2 separate regions of the Podarcis muralis genome follow, and region 1 is linked to region 2. Evidence: chromatin contacts called from public Hi-C data. All regions are on one chromosome and are shown on one strand. The core of a region is the stretch at or near the end of the contact, and the rest is flanking DNA. Distances in the headings are between cores, read along the strand shown. Region 1 holds the start of MYBL2 (MYB proto-oncogene like 2). Region 2 holds the start of AAR2 (AAR2 splicing factor).

Evidence for each region. Hi-C and Micro-C count contacts between places; a contact is called where the count stands out from the background.
Region 1: a Hi-C map of blood shows a contact between it and region 2, with 3 times the contacts expected there. The contact joins the promoter of MYBL2 here to the promoter of AAR2 in region 2. A contact is called at or near these places in 2 of 3 Hi-C or Micro-C datasets (blood and tail).

What each region holds. Positions count from the first base shown.
Region 1 is chr5:74,898,708-74,902,508 of rPodMur119.hap1.1, forward strand. MYBL2 (MYB proto-oncogene like 2) reads left to right here and starts at 1,276. Exons shown (of 14, transcript XM_077929240.1): 1 at 1,276-1,538. The coding sequence starts at 1,519.
Region 2 is chr5:74,472,309-74,476,147 of rPodMur119.hap1.1, forward strand. AAR2 (AAR2 splicing factor) reads right to left here and starts at 1,811. Exons shown (of 4, transcript XM_028734938.2): 1 at 1,695-1,811. LOC144327835 (a long non-coding RNA gene) reads left to right here and starts at 1,828. Exons shown (of 2, transcript XR_013392994.1): 1 at 1,828-1,947.

The DNA of each region.
Region 1 (3,801 bases), core at 26-2,525, 430 kb after region 2:
TAGCTATATGTAAATCCGGCACTGCCTGCAGATGTTGTTGGACTGGACTACAACTCCACTGCCTATAGCAGCTGCACTCAATAGGAGTTCAACATCTGGAGGACCACAGGTTCTCTTTCCCTGTACCACCTCTTGATCTCATTGGTAGCTTGCTACCCTCTTACTTTGTGTTCATCTGCCTGTTAAGGCACAATACTCCTTCGGGCACTTTTTCTCTCTTGCAGGGGCTTTCTCAGCTTTTAACATTTCAATGGCAGGCAGAAATCCAATGCGTGAAGCTTTCCCAGCACTGAACTAGTGGAGGATGGAAAAAGGCACCGCCTCTTGAATTTCTGCCTGTTGCGCAGCAGTAATGAAAGACGCAGATGCCCTGCTAGAAACAAGGATTGCAATCAATGATAGAGGGAAGCTGTGTAGGGTTAATTGTTGGACCCAAGAGTCTCCTCCGTCAAGCTCGCTTAGGGTTTGCTGGGACCCGTCACTTTCTCTCAGCCCTTTGCCTACCTCAAAGGGTTGTTAGGAGGACAAAATGGCCCGGAGTTTGTGCGCAGCATCGACACTCCGAACTCCTCTACTCTAACCTCTTGGAGGAAGGGCAGGATAAAAGTACTAAACCGGAAAGCGTGAAGCGCCGTCCACTAACCCTAAGAAACCACCCCCGCGTCGGAATTCATTAACGGGAAAAGTTACATTTTAGCAGTGCTAATAAGCGAACTCAAAAAGTGAAAGGAAAAAGGGACGCTGCTCATTCAATCTCGACACATATTTTCCTTAACAGGAGAAAAAAAACCCCCAAATAAAGAGGCGGGTTATATAAATACCTGCAATCCACAAATACAGTCTGTTTAAGAAATGTAGCAAATAATAATAATAATAATAATAATAATAATAATAATAATAATAATAATAATAATAATAATGATGATGATGATTTCGCCTATTGAAATAATAATGAGAAACCGATTGCACCCATCTTATTTCCCACGTAAGCATTTTGGCTTTTGTTTCTTCATTGCTTGCTGCAGTGTCGCAACACCATATTTCACTTTCTTAGATTTGGAGCAGACTTCTGCTCCAAGGAAAATAAAAACTTTATTATAGATAAAGAGATAATACAGTATACAAAGCTGCAACTTGCCCGCGCGCGCCACTTTTTTTTTTTTGCCCTTCCCACCTCTTCTTCCTCCGCCTCCTCTTTTTCCCTCCCAAGAATACCCTGTGTGTCGTCAGCCTCGCGCGCGCGCAGCGTCACTCCGCCGGAAAAGGTGGCTGGCTGGGGCGGAGTTGGCGCGAGATAGGAAAGTGCTTTTCGGAGTCCCGGGCGGGCGCGAGCCACGGAGCTGCAGCAGTAGCAGCAGCAGCCTGGCTTGCGCGCGCTATTCAGAGGGGGTCCTTTAGCGGCATCCGTCCCCCCATCCCCCTCCAAGTTCTGGTAGCCTTTTCTGTTCTTTTGGAAGTTTCATTTTATTATTATTTTTGGCCATCGCATGATTTGAACGCAGAGGGAAAAAAGGCAGGATGTCTCGCAGGGCTCGCTGGTGAGTTGCATTTGAGGCGGGGGGCGGGAAAAGAGAATATTGCAGCTGTTTTTGGAGGCATCGTTTAGGATGGATTGGAAAGGTGGTGGGAAATCCGTTCCCCGCCTGTTTTCTTTTCCTTTCTCTCCTCCCCCCCTCCCTTTCCCCCCCAACTGATTGACTCACCGTCCACGGTAGTGGAGCATACACAGGGATAGATCTGTAAAATTATATCGGGGATGATTTATTTGCCGCGATCTGAAAGGGGAAAGCTGCTTTAAAGGTGCTTAAAATGGCCCGCGTGAATTTGCAAGGGCGGGGAGAGGAACTTGGCTCTTTTGCGCCAAGCGGTGCGGGAGGGAGAAAGGAAGAGCGTCACTCTGCTTTCCCTAGTGATCTATTTTGTCCTTTTTTCATCATCATTATTAGTATTAAGCTGATCCTTTTGCAAGGAAGAGCAGTTCGGTTATGAAAGGGATCGTGGGCCACAGTCTGGAGCGGGACCCCCCCAGATCTTGTTTAGAGGCCTTCTGGTGCTAAAGCAAGGAGAGGAACTGATAACGAGCTGGCAAAGACTTGAATTGGGATTGCCTGGATGGTGGACCTAATGGTTGTTATATGAGGACTGCCAGGTCCAGCTACCAGGTGGGGGTAGTTGGGAAAGCTGTGAAAAATCATGGCTTATGGCTGCATCCTAAACTCACTTTACTGGGCGGGGTAGGCCCCACTGAATTCAATAGCGCTTACTTCTGAGTAGACACACTGTATCTGTGAGGAGACTACTGGGAATGTTCTGGCCATTTAGGGTGCTGTGAGTTTGACCAAGCTGCGGGAGGCAGTGGAAGACAGGAGTGCCTGGCGTGCTCTGGTCCATGGAGTCACGAACGACTAAACAACAACAACAATGATGTGTGAAAGGCAGCATGGCATTACTTATATTATTTGGTGTTGCGTTTATAGCTCACATTTTTTCCAAGGTGTTTAAAATGGTGTGCATGGATCTCCCCTTTCCCTGTTGAGCCACATAGCAAGTTACCTGTGAGGTGCATTAGGTTGGGAGACCAACCATCATGGTTGAGGGGGAATTTGGACCCTGGTCTAGTCTAACACTCTAAATAAGCACTGCACATGTAAGTGGCCTAGATTCCTGCTTTTGGGCCAAACTAGGGATGTGGAAGGACGCGGATGGTGCTGTGGGTTAAACCACAGAGCCTAGGACTTGCCGATCAGAAGGTTGGCGGTTCGAATCCCGGCGACGGGGTGAGCTCCCGTTGCTCGGTCCCTGCTCCTGCCCACCTAGCAGTTCGAAAGCACGTCAAAGTGCAAGTAGATAAATAGGTACAGCTCTGGTGGGAAGGTAAACGGCGTTTCCGTGTGCTGCTCTGGTTCGCCAGAAGTGGCTTAGTCATGCTGGCCACATGACCCGGAAGCTGTACGCCGGCTCCCTCGGCCAATAAAGCAAGATGAGCGCCGCAACCACAGAGTAGGTCACGACTGGACCTAATGGTCAGGGGTCCCTTTACCTTTACCTTAGGGATGTGGAACCTGTGGCCCAAGGACGTGGGTTGGCCTCCAATTCCCATTAACCCCAGCCAGCGAGGCCAATGGTCAGGAGTGAGGGAGTTGTAGCCCAACAACATCTGAGGGTCTTGGACTTACCAGCCCTAGCCTAAGCCGCTTTGCCCACTAGGAATATTTGTGCAGGGATCTTTTTGAATCCTTCCATAAAAATATTCATGAATATTCTAACTGGCTGAGAGATTGGATGAGGTTTTTACCTACCCCTAGTGGTGTTGTTTTAATTTAGTTTATTTGGTTGGGTGTATATCCCACTTGATCTTGAGGACTTGGGCGAGTCATATAGTGACTTGGTGAGTCATACGGTGACTGTTCTACCAAAACTCTGGCTACCAAAAATCTGTTGGAATAACAATGTCTTGTGCTTTGGTAAGCCTCCAGAGAGAGACAATTCCAAAGATGAGGACAGCAGCTGGATTTGCAAATGGAATCAGTGGTTTTGAAATAACATATAAAATTATATATGGAGCCTTCTCCCCCACTGCTTGTTCTTCTCTGTTTCTTAACCTTTTATTTCCGTCTAAAGCTGCAATTCTGAACTCTCCTTACTTTCTAGTAAGTCCCACTAAATGTCTTATGAGGGCACATGCTTAAGGCCACTTATTTTTATTTAATTTATTGAAGTGTTTGTAATCTATCCTTTCCATAAAGGTACAAAAGTTACAGTAAAATCTGTCCAAAACATCAGTACTGATTGGGCAAAAGG
Region 2 (3,839 bases), core at 561-3,060:
ACCATTGGTCCAGCTAGCTCAGTGCTGCAAGGAGATTGTGTCAGGCATAGGTCACCAATAAAAAACACAGTGAAGTTAACTCATTACAGTGGTACCTCAGGTTACATATGCTTCAGGTTACATACACTTCAGGTTACAGACTCCGCTAACCCAGAAATAGTGCTTCAGGTTAAGAACTTTGCTTCAAGATGAGAACAGAAATCGTGCTCTGGCAGCACAGTGGCAGCAGGAGGCCCCATTACCTAAAGTGGTGCTTCTGGTTAAGAACAGTTTCAGGTTAAGTACGGACCTCTGGAACGAATTAAGTACTTAACCTGAGGTACCACTATATTCAAGAAACCAAAACAGCACAGGCCTAGTGATCCCAGCAACTCTTCCCAGTAGGTCTTGCTCCAATGAGGCAACTGCAAGGACTGGAGGTCCTCACTTTTCCCCTGCTCTCTAAAGCTCCTTCTTTCCAGGGTCTTTCCCAAGCAGTTGAAAACGGCATCAGTCCACAATCAATCTCTGCTCTGCTCTTTTCCTTTTCTCCTGTGTGTTTTTTAATGAGTCTGGAGGTGGGGGCTGGGGTGGTCACAGCGGGAGGGGGCTACTCCCTGGATTCTTCAGCAGTCTGCCTCAACTCTGCCTCTTAGCCAACCTCCTCTCTAGCATCTGCTTCAGTCTCTGCCACAGCCTCTTCCTGCTCACTAAACCGTTACCTCTTCTGCTTCTGACACCACCACCTCCCAGGCATCTCCCTCTGACCACTCCACCACCACCCTAACTCTGAGTCTTCTTCCCCTAGGGTTCCTTGGGGGATTCCTCAGCTAGTGCCTCCCACCACTCCTATGCATCCAGCCAGTCCATGACATTCACACAGGCAGGAGGAGCCTCTCCCAGCTCTACATGGGGAGATGCTATGAGTTTAACATGGGACCATCCGCATGCAAAGCATGTGCTCCAGAACTACATACAGTGGTACCTCAGGTTAAGGACTTAATTTGTTCTGGAGGTCCGTTCTTAACCTGAAACTGTTCTTAACCTGAGGTACCACTTTAGCTAATGGGGCCTCCGGCTGCTGCTGCTGCGGCCCAATTTCTGTTCTCATCCTGAAGCAAAGTTCTTAACCCGAGGTACTATTTCTGGGTTAGCAGAGTCTGTAACCTGAAGCGTCTGTAACCCGAGGTACCACTGTACTTGCCTCTGCGGCCAACAAGGGGGAAAAACAAAAGAGGAATGAAAAGGAATAGTGGTAGAAGAGTTTCTGGCAACAGGAATTTAGTCGCATGAAACTCTCCATCTCAGAGTCGTGGGCTCAAGCCCCACGTTGGGGAAAAGATCCCTGCGTTACGAAGGGTTGGACTAGATGGCCCTCGCGGTCCTTTCCAGATCATGTCTCTCAATTCACTTCTACGACCCTTCTCTCCGACTGCAACTCCTGTACCTTGAACTCCGGCTGCCCAAGGAGCACAAGTTCCACAGGTGACGCTTTATTGCCTTTATCGCTGCACCCGCGGGCTTCTAGACTCCTCGCGCAGCTCTGTTAAAGTGAGAGCAGAGGCCCTGCCCGGGTGGGAGGGAATAGAGAAGAGCAGCCTCAAGGGAAGATACTGGGGAAGTTTAGCCCGGGCCCACCGTGTGGCCGCGAAGAGGGAAAGGCGAAGGGCAGGGGATGCCACGCCCGCCCGACGCAGCCTTCGCCCACTTCTCACCTCCCTTCCGCGCCCCGAGGAAGGGAAGCGCAGCCGCCAAACTCGAGGAACTCTCGCCCCAGCAAGCCCCTGGAAACACTTGTCGGCAACTTCCGGCAACGGCGTTGGATATCCGGCGACCCTAGAGACAGGGGAAAGCGAACGACGTCCGGTCCCTCTCAAAAAGCAGTCCGGGTAGGTCCCGCGGCAGCGCCTCAAGACGTTCCGCTCTGGATGCTGAAAAGTAGCCTTTGCCGGTTGAGAGACAAGTTGGGTAAGAGGCGGAGGCGCGACGTGTTTGCTTGCTTGCTTGGAAAGTTGGCGGGATTGCGGATGTTTAATCCTCCGTCCTTTCTCCGTACCGAGAGGCTCGGCACTGTGCCAGCAGCTGCACCAAAGAAAACGCGGTGACTCCTGTGCAGGTTTCTCCGGCGCTGCGATGAGGTGTCCCTGCACACCTGCGGGCGGAGAGGACGGTTTCCGCGAGAGAAGATAATCAGTCAAACAGAGCATAAGGGATCTACTGGCCGATCTCTGGGTTATTCGCCATGGACTAGAGCAACAAAGCGTTTCTGACTCCCCGGTGGTTTTAGAATAGCAACATCCTCCCATCAGTTTAGGCAGCTGGGGTTTAGAAAGCATGGGATAACCAGGTATGGTCTCTTGTGTGAAATGGCTTTGCGCCTTGTTCAGTTCTGGTCCTGGAACCACTTTCCTAGGTCCAGATTGTGCTCGGTCAGAGGCTCCTTGTTTAATTCAAACTATTGTTTTTTGCACCTGGCTCTGGTTGGGAGATCTTAGGGTTTTTCTAGTGTGAAACCATATCTATCTGACACCAGTTTGAAGGTTTTAAACTAAGGTTACCAGATGTCCCTGGATTTACAAAGCAGTCCCCATACAAAATTCTATCATTCCTACTGAAGTTGAAAAGTGTCCCCAGATTCATTGAAAAAAATCTGGTAACCTTATTTTAAACAAGAATTCATGAAGGCTATTGGTGACTACTAACCCTAATGGCTACGTTCTGCCTCCACTGTTGCAAGCAGTGTGCTTCTGAATAATAATAAAAAAGTAAAATAACAGCAGCTGGAAACAGTAGGAAGGAAGAGTACTGTTGTGCGATGGTGGATGTTGTAATTTTCTCAAGGGCCACAGGTTTCCTGCTCCTGCTATAAGGTCTTGAAGTTATAGGTTTTTAAGAGGGTCAGATACATCTGCGTAGCAAACACCAAACAATAAAAACATGAAGTCTTTTAAAGTGATAGAGAACTCTTACTTTAGGCTCCAAGCAAGGTCCTCTGCCCGCTTCATAAAAGCTCAGTTGACTGCTCAGAAGTTTTCCTTCCAAGGACTTGGGCAAGGTTGTTTCCCAGCCCTGATATGCAAGCTTCTTTTAATTAAAGTTAAGGGAGAGACACTGTGCTGGCCATCAGGCAATGGCTTTTCCCACCTGCCTTGCCCCACCCTCCAGGCCTAGAAGCCTTTCCCAGACCATGACTTTGAGAACAGCAGAAGCATCTGGGAAGAGAGGAGTTCAGGGATATTTAAAAAATAATAATTTTGTAAGTTGTGAGTCCTTGTTTCTCAGTTTAATCCTTTTTATCGTTTTTCATGTTTTGTGGTATTTGTATGTTTTTGTGGTATTTTATGCATTGTGTCTTGCTGATACAGTGGTGCCTCGCAAGACAAAATTAATTCGTTCCGCGAGTTTTGTCGTCTTGCGATTTTTTTCGTCTTGCGAAGCACGGTGTCGGGAAAGTTTTGGAAAAGCTTCAAAAATCACCAAAGTCTTTAAAAACCTCAAAAAAGTCTACCACACCGTGTTCTATGAGTTGCTCCTCGAAGTCAAGTCGCAACTGTATTAACGGTGTTAAGAAAAAGGAAACAAACTTGCAAGACGTTTCCGTCTTGCGAAGCAAGCCCATAGGGAAAATCGTCTTGCGAAGCAGCTCAAAAAACAAAAAACCCTTTCGTCTAGCGAGTTTTTTGTCTTGCGAGGCATTCGTCTTGAGAGGTACCACTGTATTTTTATTGATTATAGTTTAGAATTCTTTACTGTATTTACTGTATCAGCCTGAATATAAGCCTCATTTCCCCCTCAAATTCTGACCGTGAAAAGTTAAAGTGTGGCTTATATTTGCAACCTTGCGGTATGTAGCCAGGAGC